Regions from separate parts of the Mus musculus genome. Here region 2 is linked to region 1. A link is a contact called in public HiChIP or PLAC-seq data. All regions are on one chromosome and are shown on one strand. Each heading gives the region's core, a stretch centred on a gene start, on an enhancer-like site or on the middle of the called end of the contact. The rest is flanking DNA. Distances are from core to core; before and after follow the strand shown.

What was found. HiChIP or PLAC-seq counts read pairs in DNA pulled down with a chosen protein or histone mark.
Region 2: an H3K27ac HiChIP or PLAC-seq map of embryonic stem cells shows a contact between it and region 1, with 2.8 times the contacts expected there. The contact joins the promoter of Nle1 here to the enhancer-like site in region 1. A contact is called at or near these places in 5 of 39 promoter capture datasets (the 3T3-L1 cell line, hippocampal neurons, maxillary cranial neural crest and 1 more) and 1 of 115 datasets of contacts at active chromatin or transcription factors (embryonic stem cells).

The regions. Positions count from the first base shown.
Region 1 is chr11:81,831,130-81,835,343 of GRCm38.p6, reverse strand. It overlaps a transcript of Asic2 not described here. Among named protein-coding and RNA genes, the nearest start is that of 5530401A14Rik, 27 kb to the left of the region's middle. Within about 2 kb of position 2,768, at least 3 of the 459 cell types and tissues checked have an H3K27ac peak or open chromatin away from gene starts, as enhancers often do. A contact at or near this core is called in embryonic stem cells, where this site is marked.
Region 2 is chr11:82,906,920-82,911,532 of GRCm38.p6, reverse strand. It overlaps Nle1 (notchless homolog 1), which reads left to right and starts at 3,138. Exons shown (of 13, transcript NM_145431.2): 1 at 3,138-3,194; 2 at 3,298-3,441; 3 at 3,763-3,980. The coding sequence starts at 3,177. It overlaps Unc45b (unc-45 myosin chaperone B), which reads right to left and starts at 280. Exons shown (of 20, transcript NM_178680.4): 1 at 174-280.

The DNA of each region.
Region 1 (4,214 bases), core at 1,519-4,018:
ATCCCCCTTCCCTGCTGGAATTGGAATTACAGATGGTTCTGAGCCAGGTGGGTGCTGGAGATCAAACCCAGGTCCTTTGGAGGAGGACCCAATGCATTTACCACTGAGCTGTTGCTCTAGTCCCTACACAGAACAGAATTTAAGGTGGAAGCTGACACAAGAGACAAAGGAAGTCATTGTATAATTACAAAAATGTCAACTAACCAATGGATAGATAGTTTAGTAATGACTAAAGTCATGCGGTTAACAGCAGAGCCCCTAAGTACATAAAACAAGAACTCCAAGGAGAAATGGAAACAATAGAGGAGGACTTTAGCACTCTGCGCTCAAGAAAGGGCAGATCTTCCAGACAGAAAATCAATAATGAAACAATCGACTTGAACTGTACTACAGACCAAATGAACCCGGCCAACAGGTACAGAACATTCCATCCACACATCCATTTCAAGAGCACACAGGGCATTCTCTGCAATACATCAAATCAGGCCACAAGTCCAAGAAGACAGAAATCATATTAACTATCACTTCACTTATACAGCTACAAAACCAAAAGTCAATTACACAAGGGGCATTTCCACATATGTAGAAATCAAACAACGTATTTGAAATAACCAGTCGAAAGAGTCAAAGGAGGAGGCAGAAAAAAAGAGAGAAATGAGGATGAAAGCCTGGCATGGCAACACTTGTGAGAGGCAGAGATGATAATGTGTCCCCACAAGGGAAGCCTGCAGTAGTGTCTACAGGAAGGATAAAGAGTTGTCGCAGGCAGCCAGACTTTAACTGCAAGAAATTCAAGAAAGAGACAAAATCCAAAGAAAAAGAAAATGATAAAGATCAGAGTGAACATAAATGAAATAAACTAGCAAGACAGAAAGAGACCAGCTAACACAACCAAATATGCCCTTTGTGCGTAGTGTGTGCAAGTGCATGTGCCTGAGTGTGCAGGAGACATGTCTGCACATGCTATGGAAGCCTAAGGACAACCTCTGGTGTTGTTCTTCGGGAGATGTCTATACTGATGATTTCAGAGTCCCTCACTGGGAGCCTGGACTCAATGAATAGGCTAGAGTTGCTGGCCAGGAATCCTCAGATGATTCTATCTTTATCTTCCTGGTGAGGGCGGGGGGGAAGCTGGGATTACAAGCACACATCATCACTCCCTGCTTTTCACATGTGCATTCTAGGGACAGAACTCATCTGCTCATGAAAGATTTGTTTCACTCATGCATGCATGGTTCTCGGATCCACTGTGGCTCCTTCCTAACCAAGCCATCTCCTCAGTCCAAGTTTGGATTCTGAAAGAGAGAACTGACAAACTCTTAGTTAGACTAAGAAACAAAGAGAAACTCAAGTGAATAAGATTAGAAATGAGGGCTAAGTCCTTTAACTGATGCTCCTGAAAAGCAAGCTGTCTTAGTTAGGGTTTTATTGCTGTGAAGAGACAGCATGACCATGGGAACTCTTATAAAGGAAACCATTTAATTGGGGCTGGCTTACAGTTTCAGAGGCTTAATCCATCATCAGCATGGTGGGAAGCACGGTGCCATGCAGAGAACTCATGGTGCTTGAGAGGTAGCTGCGAGTTTTACATCTGGATCCACAGGCAACGGGAAGAGGCAGTGAGTCACTAGGCCTGGCTTGAGCTTCTAAAACTTTAAAGTCTACTCCACCAGTGACACTGTTCCTCCAACAAGGTCACATCCTCAGTAATGCTACTCCTTATAAGTCTATGGGGACCATTTTCATTCATATCACCTCATTCTACTCCCTGGTCCTTAAAGGCCTGCAGCTGTATCAAAATGCAAAATGCATTTAGTTCAACTTCAGAAGTTCCCATAGACTGTCATGGTCTCGACAGTATTTAAAACTCCCAAGTTCTAAGTTTCTGATCCTCAAAACAATCTCTTAACTATAACACCCTGTAAAGTGAAAATGACAAAAGCAGATGACATACTTCTAACATACAATGACACAGAATATGCATTACCATTCCAAAAGGGAGGAATGGGAGCACAATGATGAAATATGGGACCAAAACAAGACCAAAAAAACCAGCTGGGCAAACTCTAAACCTCTGCATCTCCATGTCTGATATCAAAGTGTTCAGATCTTCCAGCTTTGTCGACTGCAACACAACTCTTTCTCTTGGGCTAGTTCCACTCCCCCTTAGAAGCTTTCCTCAGCAGGTATCCCACGGCTCTGGCATCTCCAAGGCTATCCAGGCTTTATCTTCAAAGCTTCACCCAGTGGCCTTTCTAGGTCTCCATGCAGGGGCATCCCTGACACACACCAGGTCTCAGTAGTTTTCCTAAGGAAGAGACATGGAGGGAGATTTCATAGCCCCTTTCTTATGTCTTTGACTATAAAGCCAGAACCAGAACCATGAGGATGAAGCTGCCAAATTCTGCTGCTTGCTGGGGCTGGAACAGGGTGCCCTTGTTCAAATACATTTTTACCAGCTTTATGCTTTGGTTGGTTTCCTTCACTGCCTAAGCTTCGTTGTCCTAGAACTTGGTCTGTAGACCAAGCTGGCCTTGAACTCTGAGATCCAGAAGTCTCTGCCTTCTGAGCAGTGGAATTAAAGATATGCACCACTATACCTGGCCCTAAGCTTTTCTTTAATTCCTTTTCACTTTTCTTTAACTCATTTTCACAAGTTGGAAGCTTAGCTGGGTGGGGGTCTCGCTCTGAGGGCACCACTCCCTTTATTCCACTTAGCATCAGGCTTTTCTTTGACCTGTTTTCACTTCCTAAAGCTCCTTTTCTCCTGCAACAATAGATTTTGCATTTTTCCTTGACCAGCTTGCTCCTTTTCATTGCAGATCTGCATAAGACTGGCTACCAATAGCTACACACTAGGTTCTTTGGAAATTTTGTCTGTCAAAGTTTAGTCTCAGCCAGATGGTTTGGTCAAGGGCAGAAGAAACTGCATTCTTCACCAAAATATTGCAAGAACATATAGGCCACATATTAATATTATTCTCCTCTGAAACCTCTTGAGTTGAGGCACCACAGTTCAAATCACCTTCAGCACCACTGTCTTCCATAATCCTACTATGCCCCATTAAGCTCCACTTAAAATGTTCAACTGCCTTTCTAATCCAAAATTCCACAGTCCAAATTCCTCTAAACAAAAACATGGTCTGGCCTATCACAGCAATACAGCACTCCTGGTACCAACTTCTGTCTTAGTTATGGTTTTATTGCCGTGATGAGACATCAAGACCAAGGCAACTCTTACAAAGGAAAACATTTAATTGGGCTTAGAGTTCAGAGGTTTAGTTCATTATCATTATGCCAGGAAGAACTGTGGCCCATAGACAAACATAATGCTGGAGAAGGAGCTGAGAGTTTTATATCTACATCTGCAGGCAGCAGGAAGAGGCAATGAGCATCTAGGCTGGTTTAAGCTTATGAAGCCTCAAAAGCTACCCCTGACCCCTAGTGACACATTTCCTCCAACCCCACCACCACCCCAACAGACCATACCTCCACTAATGCCAATCCCTAAGAGCTGAAGGAACCATTCTCATTCAGACCACCACACAAGCTATCATAATAAATGGTTGTAAATAATTATATGTCTGTGAATTGGGTATAACCTGGAAGATAATAAACTCTCGGACAGACTGATTTATTAAGAAAGAGAAAGAAGTCTCAACCATATCATTAACAGTAAAAGAGCAACAGGATAAACCATGACCTTTTCTGTAACCGTAGAAGTGTTTGACAAAACTCAACAACCTTATGGGACAAAAACTATGAGCAAATTATGTGGAGAAAGAGTGGTGAAGTGCAGGCACATGTGTTGAGCCCAAAACTGAAACTGAATGGGCAAAAAGTTGAAACAATTTTCTTTAAGATCAGGAAGAAAACAAGGATGCCCACTCTTGCCATATCTATTCAACAAAGCATTTGAAGTGCTAGGGAGAGCACTGGGCAAGAAAAATAAATAAGAGATATGCAAACAGGAAAGAATATACAATCTCTCTGTAAATCCCTAAATCTGGCAGGAAATTGTTGGAATTAATAAAAAATGAGAATGCTACAGTACACATATTCATATACAAATTATGAATGTTACAGTACACATATTCATATACAAATTATGAATGTTACAGTACACATATTCATATACAAATTAGATGTATTCCAACAGAACAGTGAACTATGTGAATGAGGAATGAAGGGCACAATGTGTGACAACATACAAC
Region 2 (4,613 bases), core at 1,889-4,388, 1.1 Mb before region 1:
AAATCCACTGACCACTCCTTCCAAAGGACATTGGTGTTTGTTTGGGGCTTGACTCCCACTGAAAGGGTTGTCAGAGTCCCTAAGCTTCCCTATCTGTCTCTTTCAACCAAAGCAGGCCTGAAGGCCTGAAAGTCCTCCCATCTTCTCCTTACCCAGGCTCCCAGCCTACTCACAGTCTTTCTGCACGATGCCTCCTCCTAGGCACTGCTCTGAGCTCTGCGGTCCACCTCAGACAGCTTGATCTGCTGCTCCCAGCCCCCACCCTGCAGACTTTATCACCCCAGCCAGTGACTCCAGACTATATTTGGCCACAGGGGCAGGTGCTCCTGGAAGCTGTCATTGATACAGGGCCCTCCCCCTGCCTGGACTGGACATCCATGCCCACGTGAAGGGGGTGACTCGCCTCTGGCCCTCGAACACCTCGCTCAGGGGCAGTCCTGGAAGACTTTAGACTCATACCTCAAAGTGTGGGAGAAAGATCCAGAAGAGACAGGAATATCCCTTGGAGACTTGCCCTGCCTAGGCAAGTTATAATGCCCCTTCCCCACCTCCGTCCCCAGATAAACAACCCTCCCCCCATCACCACTACTACTGCTATTTTGGGAGTAGAGTGACAGCTGAGGGGCTGATAGACTTGGACACACAGCAGCTGCCCAGGTCCCTCTGGAGACTTCCAGAAAGGACTCTCTGGAGGGAGGGGGAGAGCAGAGCAGAGGAAGATCCCTTCTTGCTTCTCTTCATACTTGTTCACAGCCCAGCAGGACTTGCTGACTCGTGTCTGAGCGGGTGTGTGTGAGCAGGTTGCCGTTTGAGCATGCTTGTGTTCCATCCCTCCCTGTCTGCGTTGATGAACACACCCAGTCCCCCATCTGGCTGTGACTCCCTTGGATGTCGGCTCTCTTCCTCTGGATTAGATTCCATCCTCCTAGGGTAAGGACTAAGTCATACCTGGAATCCCCTGAGCTCAAGGACCGTAGCCCACCTTCCTTGGATCCAGATCTCTCCCAAGACAAGAAGAGGCTCCCTCTACAGAAGTGGCCATCACCGTGGTGGATGGGTGTCTCTGGGAGCTGGCATTGCTTATTTCTCCTCAGTCAACTTTAAAAGGCCTTCCTCATGGAGAGTCAGAACTCTCCTGTCCTTCGGTGTCTGCTCCAGGAGGTCAAGATTGCTCTTGGGGAGCTTCTATCACCATCCCAGGTACAAAGCCTGGCAGACAGTGCCCTGGTGTTTTGAATGAATGAATGAGTGAATGAATGAATGAATGAGTGGGGGGATAGATAGATGGATCTTCATTCTTATGCTCTGCTCCCCTCCCTTTTATTCTCCCCATACTTCCAGTATATTTCAAAACACACCTGAAAGATACTGAAGAAAAGCCACACACAGGGACACCCACAATAGCCTCTGCAAGTATGACTGTGAGTTTAGAATATGGATTCACAGCTATGTGACCTTGGACAGGTCCCACTGCCCTGTTCAATGAAAGGCCTAGTCCTAACACGTGAGCTTGTTTGTTTCTTGATTCTCTCGCCTTTGTTTTCGAAGCTGCCTTCAGACTGGCTTCAAACTCCTAGACTTAAGCAATTCTCCTGCCTTGGCCACCTCTATAGCTGGAACCAGAGCTGTGCGCCACGTCCATCCTAACACACAGCTTCTGGATAGTGATGGGTAAGTGGGTGGGTGGATAGACAGATGCTCTGCTTTCATGGGATGGATCCCAAGCCTGGAACCTCATTTGTGGTCCAAGCAATGAGGTATTGACAAAGGATCCCACTGCAAGCAAAGAAGCTTTGGTTCTGTGGCGTTTGGATCAAGGGATCCTACATTCAATTCCTGATTTCATAATTCAGTCCACAAGCGTTTCTTCTGTGTCCCCTATATACCGGGGGACATGACTGATAATGAGGAAATGACTGAAAATGCCGGAAAACTTGGAAAACACAGGACAAGACAGACAGGGTCCCCGAAAAACCAAAAGGAAAAAAGAAAAAAAAGAAGAGAAAAAAAAGAAAGACAGGGTCCTGGGAAAGGCTTCCCTAAGTAATTGAACTAATCTATGCAAAGTTCTGAGAACACTATCTGGCAAAGAATAGAGGCTCAATTCGCTTTGTCGGATGAATGAATGTATGCATGTAGGAATGAGTATATTTAAGCCGAGAGATAAACAATGTGAAGAAGGCCAGAAGGCAGCGTCCCTAGCAAATGGAGTCGTTGTTCTCAGATGAGGAAAAGCCTCCAAAGAGCACACGGGTCCCTCTGGCCTTCTTCAACTTTTATTAGTCTCGTTTGTTTGTTTGTTTGTTTGTTTGTCTGAGACAGGGAGTTCTTTTGGAGACCTTCAATGTCCTGGAACTTACTCTGTAGACCAGGCTGGCTTTAAGTTCAGAGATCTATCTGCCTGTCTTTGTCTCGCAAGAGCCTGGATTAAAGGCATGTTCTACCACAACCTATTTAATAGTTCCTTATAGGCTCTATATTCTTTGAACTTGTACAAGAGGAGAGCAGAGACTCAAATCTGTCCACAAAAGTTCCAGACAGAATAAATTGCCTATGCAAAAGCAGATACAGGAGAGGGCCACACCTTGAAAGAGCTCAGAAAAAAAAAATCCCAAAACAGCTGGGCACCGCGGCCCATCCGATATTCCCAGCATCCCATCCTGGGAGGCACAGACAAGAGGATCATGGAGTTCAAGGTCTACTTAGGCTACACACCCTCAGCCTATCTCAATACATACATGCATACATGCGCGCGCGCGCGCGCACACACACACACACACACACACACACACACACACACACACACACACACACATACACAAACTAAATCCCACAAGCCCACCTATAAAAGTTTCTGCCTCAACCCAATAGTTTTCTGGTTTGTATTTTCACCCCTGCTGCCTGGACCCTGGAAGTGTCATCCTCCACCATCTCCTGCCTCTGTGAGCTAGGCGGGCAAATCAATTAATTTCTCTGAGTTTTGGAGACTAAAATTGGCCAGAATCGCTACTGTGAAAAGAAGGCGCGAAGGGAGGCCACCATTGGCAATCCCGGCCTCCGAGAGCGGCTTGACTCCTCCGAACACGAGAGGGCGCTGTAGCCGGAGGTTGCCCGGCGCGACATGGATTTAACGCTCCGTCTTTCCGCCTCGGTTCTCCTCCACGTGGGGACGCAGGATGGCGGCGGCGGTGGTGGTAGGTGTACGCGCACGGGGCGGGGATGCCGGGTCTCCGCGTGGGGTACCGAGGCCCGAGGGGAGGGGAGGGGGACTGACAGTCTCGCGGCTTGATTCTGCAGGAAGAGGCGGCGGCAGGCGACGTGCAGCGGCTGCTCGTACAGTTCCAGGATGAGGGCGGTCAGCTGCTGGGCTCCCCGTTCGACGTGCCAGTGGACATCACGCCGGACAAGCTGCAGCTGGTGTGCAACGCGCTGCTGGCCCAGGTGAGCACCCCAAAACGAAGCCACGGTGTTCCGGGGACCCAGCTGCTCACCGACAGTGTCGGTGGCGTGGATCGGCCCCAGGAAAAATGTTCTCCGCGCCGACTCACCTACAGACAGGCTGTGTTTTGAACGCGTCGGATGCAGTGTTTCCGTGACTTCTTGTCACAGCCCAACATAAGCATCCCCATTTTACAGAGATGCCCAGCGGGATTAAATTTGTCGCATGGTGGTATGCAGTAGTTGGGATTGAGCCGACTCCCGCTGAGGGCAGGCATTCATCCCTCCGAGCAGAGTTCCTCTTTACTCTGTTCTTGCCTTCAGGAGGAGCCCCTGCCCCTGGCGTTCTACGTCCACGATGCTGAGATTGTGTCCTCCCTGGGGAAGACGCTGGAGTCCCAGTCTGTGGAGACAGAGAAAATCGTCGATATCATCTACCAGCCCCAAGCTGTCTTCAGGGTCCGGGCTGTGACGCGGTGCACCAGCTCATTGGAGGGTCACAGCGAAGCTGTCATTTCTGTGGCCTTCAGCCCCACAGGAAAGTAAGGACATGGGCAGAATCTTTGGGATGTGGAGGTGTGTCCTCTGACAGGTGGAGAGGACCATCCTGAGTTATTATTCACAGGGTCTTAGGCTGCCTGCCTGTCATAGACTTGGGGTCTGGACTCACGTTGCAAGTAACAGACTTTCTTATTGGGGTTTGGTCCCCAAAGGCTAAGAATAGTACCTGGCTCAGAAGAGCCTATCTTGGTTTGAACTACTCCTTTCCGAAGTCAGGTTTCTGCATCTGTTACTTCCCTATGAATCCTTTCTTGTAGGACTCTAAGAATAAGAACAGTTGAGCCAGGTGGTGGTAGTCCACACCTTTAATCTCAGCACTCAGGAAGCAGAGGCAGGCGGATCTCTGTGAGTTCAAGGCCAGACTGATCTAAATAGTTCCAGAACAGCAAGGGCTACATAGAGAGACTCTACCTCCAACAACAGAAGAATATGAAAAGCTTCAAAAGCTTTTTCTAGAAATTTCCAAGGAGGTAGAGACTAGGCGGGCAGGTCTTTGTGAATTCTAAGCCAGCCTTTTCTACAGAACAAGTTCTAGGTCAGCCAGGGCTAACCAGAGAAACCCTGTCTTTTAAAAAAAAAAAAAAAAGAAAGGTGCGGGGTGGGCTGGAGAGATG